Linked DNA regions of Columba livia: region 2 is linked to region 1. The links are chromatin contacts, called in public Hi-C maps. All regions are on one chromosome and are shown on one strand. The core of a region is the stretch at or near the end of the contact, and the rest is flanking DNA. Distances in the headings are between cores, read along the strand shown. Region 1 overlaps CEMIP (cell migration inducing hyaluronidase 1). Region 2 holds the start of FAH (fumarylacetoacetate hydrolase).

Region 1 (5,483 bases), core at 1,198-3,697:
GGATAACGAGTCTTTAGGGGCTTTGTTTTCACAGGGTGAAAAGTGATGAGCTGGAAGACAGGTTGGCCCAGGGAATGTGATTCTGGAGACACACAAGCTTTCTTGCCTGGCTCTAAGAGCAGATTGTCAGAGAGGGGACTGCAGAGCTGAGTTTGTCATTCATGTAAAGGATTTCATACAAGGATGTGTCCTATATCCAGCCCAGTCTGGTTCTGGGGGAAGAAGAGGGATATTTATCTGGGTTGGGTTTTTTTGGTTGTTTGTTTTGTTTAGTTGGTTGGTTGCTCGGATTGGGGTTTTGTCTTTTGTTTTGGTTTGTTTTTTTGCACCCTTGAAGCAGGAATGCGCAAAGCCTCAGAGAATTATGTGTCAGCTCTCTAAAGGGAGAATCACTTTACCATTTGATTAAACCATTTAAATGACAGGATAAGCAAATACATTACCATTGTGCCTAGTCTCACTAACTATGTAACTTGGCAAGTTAGTACTTATTATGTAGCTTTCCTTTTGATTGAACTTCAAGGTTTAAAATGGTTTCTAAAAATGCAGTGTTCAGGTAATGGAAATCCTCACCAGAAACTATTTTCTTTTTGTTTTTTTTGGAAACAGAAGACTAAGGACCACCTACTAGAAGTGAAAATAGAAACTTATAAGAAACAGTACTTCCACCTAAAGGATGACTTTGCATACATTGAGGTGAGCAGACCTTCCCCATGAACATTATGGGACAAAAGTTTAAGATATTTGCTTCTTTTTTATGGATGAGTTGCTTATGAAGTTACCTTGGATAGTTAAATTCAGGTCTCTTTTGCTTTGTATTTTGGAAAAAAAAAAAAAAAGTTGTAACTTCTACATATTAGCAGTAATTCATATTAGCTTGACCTCAGAGATCTAGAATTCTGCCCTTTGATAGAAAGAGCAGTCCCATGGCTCATCACTTTTAGTGCCTCTTGTTCTTTGTAATTGTGTTACTTTGACAGATTAAGAGTATTATTCCACACCCACAGGTTGATGGTGTGAGGTTTTTCCTCACTGATGAGGGTATCCAGCTGGTTGTGATTGATGGGCATCGTGGGAAAGTCGTTGATCGTGTGACATTCAAAAACTCAATTCTACAAGGAATCCCAGCACAGATAGAAAATTACGTCAACAACATCAGAGATCAGTAAGTAAATAATCTGGTGTTACGAAGGAGTAATATACAAGAATGCCATGCAACACTCATCTTTTTCCTGGATTTTGTCACCCAACATGGGCCAGACTGACCGGGCTGACAATGAGTTCTTGTACCTGCTGACTCCAACTGAGTCCAAACGTGAGCGGGACATGCAGGCAGCAGCAGAATGCAGACTGTGTGATTTAGGAACTGACCGAGCCCCAGATAAACTGCAGGGGTACACGTGATTAATAAACTGCAGATCTACATTTATGCTGTGAGTTACAGACAAACTGCAGACTTAAATTCACAGACTCTGCACTTATCGGCACAGATGTGCGCAGTTTACATTTTTCTGTTGCCTGCATGCTCTCTCAAATAGCAGAAAATTCCACTCATAAAACAAATTCCTCTTTGCACATGTTCCCTGCCCAGACATAAGGGCTGAGTGCTTTTATTTTTTAAGTACGGGCAGCCAGAAATGCAGAGTTTTTTGAGTGATAAGTATCCAACACATGTTCCTGCATCTTGGAGGACAGCAGCTTTGTCTGCTGGAGAACATGGGAACATCAGAAACTCTTTAACCAAAGGGCTTGTTCTCATATTAGTTTGTGGAATGCTATTGGGAAATGGATATATTTCATCGTTATTAAATCTGTTTTGATTGGAAATCTGTTATGTAACATTTAATACAAATATGATTGCTTTGTTGCTGAATCATCTGACATAACTGTGGACAGATAACAGGATATTGTTCTGGCATTTGTTCTAGAGGCTCGGCGGGGAGGTTTCAGCAGGGTGCCATGCAGGTGGATCAAGATTTGTTTCTAGTGTCTTAAGTAATTCTGAAGATTGCAAAAAAATACATTGAGTAATAACTGCAGAGAAGCATGGTAGTTGCTGACTTTTATTTCATAAAAAGCTTTTCAGAGAGGCCGTTATCCCCCTTTGCAAAAAATCCAGTCTCAGTCCTGGCTGGATCCAGCTCCTGGATTCTTTCTTACTTAAGAAGACTGAATTGTAATCAGACTTCTCAAGTATTTAAGTTTTTCTGAGCCTCATTGTGTTCTCTGAATGAGTTTCCCAGGGACAAGAAAACAAAACATCTGGCGAATTTATTTTAAACTTCCACAGCAGAAAAGGCTTAATAGAAAGTAATGATTTTAGTGAACTGAAGGAAGAAAAAATAGGTGATTTAGCATTTGCAAAGTAGTCAAAACCAGCCTGCCAGCCCAATCCACTCTTGTAAGCACCTCAGGTTTATTCTAAGAAAAGTCCTGATGATTCTTAACTCTTTTTCTTCTCTGTTCCTCCACCACCACCCGTTGCTATTTTTCCCTGAACAGTTCCACTTCCAGCTGAGGTGTTAAGATGTAACTGCTGCTCCGGGCAGCTCAGGGCTGGAGCTCTGCAGGAGCTGTTTCCTAATTAATTTCGGTGACTCGTGTCCACTGTGATGCTGGAAAGCAGACCCAGCAAGGCTCCCATTCTCCAAGACTGCAATTGCCTTTAGAGTCAGGGAAGTTTCATCCATGGCAACTCTGCAAGGTGGAATGAAATAATTTAATCTAAGGAAGTGTTTGCTCAATTACTGTTGTGCAGTTTTAATCGGGAGGTGAACAAAGAAGACATCCCAGCCTCACTGAACTTACTAGCAAAACTTCTATAGAACTCACTGGAGTGTAGCTTTTCTTTGTTAGGCTTTGAGATAATCATCGGGGGTGTTTGTGTGTCTTGTAGGGAGCTAAAATTGGCTGAGTATCCTGTGTTTCTCCCCCAAAAAGTATCACTATGTGATTATCTCTTTAGGTTTAACATGGATTTTTATTCTGCTCCTCTTGAATTAAGCCTAGGCAGCTACTGAGTTTTAACCAAGCATTGCAGATTGACATTAACTTAATTCACCTTAAGTCTTTTATTTATCATTTGGCACTTGTAGAGGACCCCAAGAATTTTGAGATGAAACACAGTACATACAACTAAGGCAGTAATAATATTAATGCTACACTTTTTTAAGCAAAAGCAGGCTGACAATGAAGGAAAATTGTCAGGCCAGCAGGTCTCAAATAAGTGAAGTTCTTCAGGTTTAATCTGCTAATGATGAAAGAACAAGAAATTACCCGAGACTTGCTAAGAGCATCCCAGGAGGAGCATGTCCTGAGCAAAGCAGGATAGAACTGCTGTTTGGAAACCTGTAAATCATCCTAGAAAACGGTGTTTTAAAGGAAAAAACAAAAGAAATTCTGTCTGCTTTCTAGTGGGTTTTGCATGATTGGAAAAGCAAATGTATGACTAAACTGTTGGAAAGCATTGACACAAGCCATTAAAGCAGAAACCACTATAGTTCGTGAGTGTCTATGGGTCACACAGGCAGGAGTTACCGGTGCTCAAGACCAACAAGCAAGGAATGCATTCTGTCTCTTCATCTGTTTATAAATGGCTTTGTTTCCTTCAGCTCCATAGTGCTGGTGACATCTAAAGGAAGATTCATTTCAAGAGGACCATGGACAAAAGTACTGGAGAAACTTGGAGCAGGAGAGGGCTTTAGATTAAAAGGTAACCACTTTTTAAAAACTCAATTTTAAACCCCTTTGAACTATTCCCTTCCCTTCATTCCAACTAGGACCTTTTCCTACTTCTTAACTTTGCCTTGCTTGTTTCTATCAGCATGTGCTCAAACATCCTGGGAACAGTCATTTCTATATTCGGTAAGGTGGTATCCACTGCAGCTTTGGATAACAGCACTCACTTTAATACTGTAGAAGGGGAAAGTGCCCTGGTAGTTGTTCTTAGAAGTAAAGAAATCAGGAGGTTTGATTTTCCAGATTAGTTTTAAATAAAAAAGGCACTTTAACAATAGGAATATTGGACTTTTTTTTTTTCCACACTAAATGCCCCCAAACAGGATTTTTTACTTCTCTGAACTTATTTTTAGCTGCTTTTCTCTTGCAACAAAATTCTGACTCGATGGCCCAAAGCCTATAGATTTCAAATCATCACGTATTGCACTAGAATATTGCTTTACTGTGTGTGTTGCTCTGATCCGCTGTGTGAGTTTTTGACTTGCTTTCCTCTTTTGTGTGTGTAAGCTCGCTAACGTAGGTTTTTGTCTGTTGTGCTGTCCCTCATCACCCCCTCACCTTTCCCGAGCAGGAAAGGGTTTTGAGTATGACCATCATGCAAACAATTATAGCTTCAAAAGAGAGCTCAAGCCGCCTGCTAAGAAGGGTGTTTCCTCCTCTCTTTCTTCTCTGCTATGTATCACACATTGTTAATTAATGGAAGCATACAACATGTAAATACAATTTTAATTAAGCTTCATTGGGAAGGTATTTCTTTAGTACCTGGAGAATGCATAATTGGGAAAGCTTGAGTGCATGTGCATGCTCATGTGAACCTGCATCCATCCAGTCAGGGGGTGTAGCCACCACACAGGTGGTTTTCTGGGCAGCCCTAGCACACTCCTAATAATACATTTGCTCTGATTTGCAGAAAAAATGGCTTTTGTCGGCTTCAAAGGCAGCTTCCGCCCTGTCTGGGTGAAGCTGGTCACTGATGAGGACTCTGCTAAAATCTACCAAGCGCTGCCAATTCCTGTGGTGAAGAAAATGAAGTTATGAGGACAGAGAGCTCTGGCTGCCGGCGCTGCCCCCGCGGGACGGACTGACTGCAGGCACCCCGCTCCGGAGGCGCAACGTTGTCTTGTTCTTGTTGTTCACAAAGAAATCTGACTGTAAGTAGCTAAAGTGGCCACGTGTGACAGAAAAGCCTTCTCCTCTGCCATCAGCGTGTTCTGTGATCACCAGCCCCTCGCCGGTTGACTCTCATGTTACTAAGCGAGGTTTGACCTGTTTTACAAGGTACTGGTTTTATCAGCAACCCTGTGACAGACTAACTTATGTGCTGCCTATTGAAGGGGGAGCTATAGGCCTGATGGCCATTGAGAATTATTGCTTTTACCAGCCTCTAAGTTGTCAAAACACTTTTTTTCTCCCCCTGGTTTAACTATTTGCTCATATAAACATGAAATGCCAATTCAAAGGCTGGTTGAAAATCTAATATAGAAAGATTCAATGAATGATTACTTAGATGCTGGGAAACTTCACTGGACAGTAAGAATTTATCCTAAAGCTTCAATGATATTTGATCAAGCTCTTTGGGATCTGTGTTGTACGTGCACATAGTTGGGGAAGAGATTAGAGAAGGAGCAGATAAAATATGCCAGCAGGGGCTGTTGAAACCACATATTTCTGTTTGCTCAGAAAATTGTGTTTCTCCTATGGATGAAGGTTTTTTAATAGTGGCTGCTCGAATTGAAAGTTTTCCT
Region 2 (5,483 bases), core at 2,038-4,537, 360 kb before region 1:
CCTGTGCTGTATTTATGTTTATCCACGTCTTAACTTTGATTAAATAAAATTTGAAAGAATTGGAGCCCCTGTGGCTGTCACTAGTATCTGTAATTTGGATTTCTCGTTTTGATTTCATAGGTGGGAACCATTGGTGGGTGGTTCCTTTACTTATGGTGTATTCACAGAGACCACGTGTATCCCAATTCCAGCTAACTTCTGATTTATTCTTTTTACTCTCTGATAGTCACAGGTAGAATTTCCAGCAGCTTTTAAGCTTGTGCAATGATACATTCTGCACAGGGAGTTCTCTGTGCTTCCTGCGCAGTGTCACTCGGTGCAGGAGTTGGGGTCATTTGTGACAATGTCCATCAGTTGGGGGCAGACCTGCAGGTAGCACAGATGTGCCCGGTGACAAGGCTGTGGATCCATCTATGTGGTGTTTGGAAATACAGCCATGAGGTTTGTGATTCATCATCTGACAGACAGCGCTGCACAGATTTCTTGAAGTTAGGTGAGAGAACGGTTCTTGAGGCAGTTTCTGCAGCAAGATGTCCTTCTGAAATCTAGTATCTATAGACTTCAACATTGAACGCTGCCACTGCCGCCCTCCATGTGCTCCTTAGCGGATCTACAGGCTTGCAATGACCTGCAGGTAGGAGGAATTGTTCTTCTGTTGTCTTGTGAGGATGCTCAGAGTTAATTAAGACTGCCTGTCTTGGAGTCTGCTGCTTCAACCATCCAACCACCCTGGTCACGTATATAACTTAAAGGTTGAGTGGTTTATGTAGTGCCGTGATAACTTCAGTGCTGCTTATCACCACACTTAACAGTACGCCAAAGTAGAACTAATTCCTCTCCAGATAATACTGATCTGCAGTTGAAATTTCACTTGGCGGCTTGCTGCTGCTTTGGAGCGTTTGTGAAAGAAATGAGATTGCATGGCTTTATTTAAAATGTTACATTTTTAATCAAAGCCGGGCTACATCCTTTAAAATTTGGAATGCTCTTTAAAAGCTATGGCTGGCAATTAGTAGATAAAGCACTACATTTAGCACAAAAACGCTACGCAGCAGAAGGAGCTTCCTCTGTCAGATAGCTGTGGACAGTAATCTGCAAAAACCAATAATAAATGAAGTACCTTGTGCTTGCAAAAATGGCTTAACCGCGATCTACGAAGCGCATGGTTTTTATAGTGAAGGAGGGAATAAATAACTCTTACTGGCACATTTCAGTAATGGTCTGACTTTTTATGGGTCAAAGATCCTGTATTTTGTCAGAGCGTTTGCTAACGTCTCTTACCACAGCACAGAGCATGGGAGAGCAGCAGCATCCTCTCCTTTGTGGGTGTTCCTCAGTTTGCTTTCCTCTTTGCTGCTGCTTCCCTATTCTGTAATCCGTCCCTTCTCAGTTTGAGTCCTCCCTTTTCCCTGCTTTTGGTCTCTTACTAAAAGTATCTTTTTCCTCTCCCTTACGTGCCCTCCCCTCCAATCCACCATTCAGCTGACGGTGCCCAGAGAGGAGACGCTGTAGATTTCAGAATGGGAGGGAAAACCAATCCTGTTTGTATTTTCTGGTATCTTGAGACTGAAAGAAGAAAAAGTACAATAAACACCTTTGGAGTTCGCATATTCTCTTTACCATCACCTGTTAAGAAGCAACAACTCTTCTGGCCCTCAACAGGGAGGCAGGTCAGCACCGGGCAGTTCTGCTGTCACTCCTGTTGTTCTCAAAGCAATAAACCTACTGTCCTGTGCATTTCTCAGAGCTAAGAATACTGAAAGAGTGTATGGTCCTAGTGTATAAGCTTGTAGCTTGACTGGAAACCCACCTTTCCATAATCCTTAAGAACTGCATGTCATCTATTTTGGCATTGGCTCTGTGCTATCGTGGTGGTCGATCTGCTCCTCAATCTGGGTAAGTAGTGAAGCTTCATGTTTTGTGTCATCAGCTTGAGGTTAGGAGATGAATATTTTAACATCAGCACATTTGCAGCACTACAGAACACTTGGGCGAATATGTCTTCTCAAGATACATAGTGTGTGTTTGAAACAAGCTTTCAAGGTGGTTTTGGAACAAGCAGCTCTACACCCGGTTCCCATAACCTTGGCATGAACCCCCTGCACTGCATTTTCCAGCCATCAGTGTAATGGTTTATACCTTAGGTACAGGAATTTTACAGGGAGTTATACAGAAGTTTGTGCTAGGCGTTGTCCTTAACTAAGATTAACTAAGATCCCCTTTCATCATGTGAGCTTGTGTCTCCACTGAGAGGAGCTGTCACAGATGGGCTGTCATCAGTGGTGTCGTGTCACCTCACATTGAATCGCTGGCTACACAGTGTGCTGCATTTCTTCTAATGAGTCTTCTCTGCCAAAAAAAAGCAGCTGAGCAGGACACCAGTTCTTTGGCAGGGGCAAGCATCTCACCCTTTTTATCAAAAAGGGGTGGTCTTTGCTATTTAGTTTTAATTGCAAGGATATTCCCTCATTACTTTCTACTTTTCCTGAATATGGGTGAATTTTCTGCTGCAGGTGGGAGACAGTTGGGACTGGGAGTGGAGGGACCAGCCTCTCTGCTCTTTGTGGTTGGTTGCACAAATATGTCTCGTTTTAAGCCGCTGGAGCTATCTGGAGAAAATGGAAGAACTCAAATCGGGTGCAGCATTTCAATACTCAAAAGCACACAGTGCAATTTCAGGTGTGAGTTGTATGATGTCCCAATTGTTGCTGAGCTCCTGCTGGAAGAGCTCAGTGTGGGGATGATTGTTTCACCGTTGCTCGGTATGTACACATGCACAGCTATGTCACAAGAGCCAGAGGCTACGGGTGCATTGCAAAGAGCGAGCTGTATTTTAGTTACCTCTCTACTGGGGCATCTCTGAAATCGCTGGTACAAGGAACAGACAGGTGCAAGTCACTTGAGCATATTTACATTTAACCAACCTCCTCACCAAATCATCTGATACATTCCGATACACTCGGGCATGTAAATGACCCCTCGGAAGTAAAGTAAGAGGAATTACCCCTGGTTTTGGAGCTGTCTGCTCAGATCCCCCACCTGCAGTCACGCACATATAGAATTGTTATGGTTGGAAAAGACCTTTAAGATAGAGTCCAACTATAGGAAGAAGGGCCCCAGGTTCACATGAGAGTTCCTGGAGCAGGAAGAGTTGTGTTCCACCGGTCCCTACGTCACTGGGAGCAGTGAAGAGCTGCTGGCTCATGCAGACCTCTGGCACTAATTAACCCTCAGCAGAGGGTGGGATGGAGACGGGTCTGTGATTGGTTTGAGGCTGAGGATGGAGGGTGGGATTTGGTGCTGCTGTGCTCTTGGTTACAACATCTGGAGAGGATCTTCCTCCTCGGGACGTGGGGGCTCTCATCTGCAAGCAGGGACTGCTCGGTGGTCAGCATGTCTTTCATACAGGTGGACAAGGACTCTGATTTTCCTCTCCAGAATCTCCCATATGGGGTTTTCTCCACTAAGGAGGAGGTGAGTAACAGCAAACTTTGTCCTCAGGGTGTTGCCATTGTCCCAAGGCTACGAATAACAGCAGGAATTCCCTGCAGCCTGATATAAAGGAGAACTTCCCAGCCTGGGACGCTCGCGGGACCTTCCTGATGAGACAGCAAAACCATAGCTGCTGCATCGGCTCTTAAAAGAAGCTGTTATCAGAATAACCACATTAAGACTGCACAAAAGTGTTGATACTTATAAGTAGTACTATGGCTAATACATACAGCAGTTTTTGTGTGGTTTTGACTGTGTTTGTGAAATCATTAATTCTGCATTTAATCCTTTTAAGTAGAGGCACAGCACAGTTCGCACTGATATTTTTTTACTCTTAATTCAATCCTTCATTTTCCTTGTGGCTGAGTGTAATCTCATCTTCACCCTTAAGAAGCCACGTTATATATTTATTTGAACCTCACACCTCCCAGTGCCTGACGGGACAGAGCCCGGGGATGTGACCTCGGAGAAGGGGAAACGAGCCAAGAGCTGCTTCTCGGAAGGAAAAAGTGGAGGATTTATTTATCCTTGCTCACGGAAACATCCTGATTATCTCCTGGTTTCTGCTGTCTTGGCTTATCCGTGCAGGTTTAAAAAAAAATATATATAAAGTGGAAGATTGTGTTTTCTGATGCGGTATTTTCCAAAGATAAAACTGAGATGGTTTGTTTAATCTCTTCCTAGATGTGTGTACTGTTATCTAGCAAGTTTGGATTATTTTTCTGCCTTCTACAGTAAGTGTTCTCTGAAGAAAGCATCACTCCAACCCTATGAAAAGGCAGACAAGGACATAGAGAAATTATTTAGGAAAATAATGTTCTAAAAGTGGCCTAGCGTTGTAACAATTTCAAGCTAAAGCAGTTGATGTCATTCCTGACTATCCCAGTTACAGATTAACCTGACACGACCTTTAGAGTTTTCTGCAGGAATGTTTGCTGAATAAACACTTACTATCACTTTTGGAATCTTGTTTAGAAATTAAAGGTTTAACAGTGTGGATTTTCATAGTTGGCTGTTCCCGTTTGGTAAGCCGGTTTTCATAATGGTTGTAACTAGTTTGTCTAAAGACGGGAATAATTGAAATATGCAGTATTTTTATAACCCCCCGTGCAGCTGCGGCGGAGCTGCCGTGGGACTGGCCGTGCTGCTCCGTGGCCGTGCTGCTCCATCGCCGCCGGCTCCGCACGTGCTTGGTGCTGCGGAGATGAACGGGGTCTTTGTGTCCCGGGTTGCATCTGTCCCATGAATGCAGCCGCGATGTCCCTGTAGATGTGGGAAGCTGGTCCCGGAGTGAGGATCCAGGCTGGGGTTTGCCTCGCGTGGCGTGAGGGTGGGTTATGTATGGCGGCTTCATTCAACGTGCTGCAGAAGTAACGTGGCTGAGCAAGGTGCGCTGTGTTCCCAGCATCGTCAGTGGGGTCCAGAGCACCCTTTGTCTGCTGGGGAGGAACTGTGCTGCAGAAATCCCTATTTCTCTCCAGTTACATGGCTATAAGGATGAGATCAGTCCTGCTGTGGCATGTCTATGCTTCAGTTCTCCGTCTGTAGAAGGAGGAATAGCTTTTTTTCCTACTTCACAGCATATTTCAGATAGACAAGCATCAACATTTAGGGCTGGACTGGCAATTAAAGAAGTTTATTCTGAAATGCATGTCATTAATGAGGAGCAGGGGGAAGAGAGCATGGAAATAAACCTCTGTTTGTTGTCCTATCATTCCCCCAAAAGATGGGGACAAGGAGAAGGCTCTCCCACCCCTCAAAGGCTGTGGGGAGTCTGCAATAATGCTCTGCCTCTGGGTCTTCGCGTTTTTCAGTACCCAGTCTCATTGATTAGCTTTTAATGGCAAATTGCTGTAATACCAGACCCTTGTCCCTGATCAATAAAACTCTGTGACCCTGTCTTCCTCCGTGCCCTCTTTAGAGGATTTTTGGGTACAAGCATAAACTCTTCTTCTTTGCTGCTCTCCTCTTGCTGCTTTGCAGCCCAGACA

What was found. Hi-C and Micro-C count contacts between places; a contact is called where the count stands out from the background.
Region 2: a Hi-C map of liver shows a contact between it and region 1, with 4 times the contacts expected there. The contact joins the promoter of FAH here to the enhancer-like site in region 1. A contact is called at or near these places in 2 of 2 Hi-C or Micro-C datasets (crop and liver).

The regions. Positions count from the first base shown.
Region 1 is chr11:4,449,250-4,454,732 of bColLiv1.pat.W.v2, reverse strand. CEMIP (cell migration inducing hyaluronidase 1) reads left to right here. Exons shown (of 29, transcript XM_065076513.1): 26 at 610-696; 27 at 1,008-1,165; 28 at 3,612-3,712; 29 at 4,649-5,483. The coding sequence ends at 4,776. Among named protein-coding and RNA genes, the nearest start is that of MESD, 25 kb to the right of the region's middle. Within about 2 kb of position 2,447, at least 1 of the 3 cell types and tissues checked has an H3K27ac peak away from gene starts, as active enhancers do.
Region 2 is chr11:4,809,792-4,815,274 of bColLiv1.pat.W.v2, reverse strand. It overlaps FAH (fumarylacetoacetate hydrolase), which reads left to right and starts at 3,287. Exons shown (of 14, transcript XM_005504103.4): 1 at 3,287-3,474; 2 at 5,476-5,483. The coding sequence starts at 3,394. It overlaps ZFAND6 (zinc finger AN1-type containing 6), which reads left to right. Exons shown (of 7, transcript XM_005504104.3): 7 at 1-64.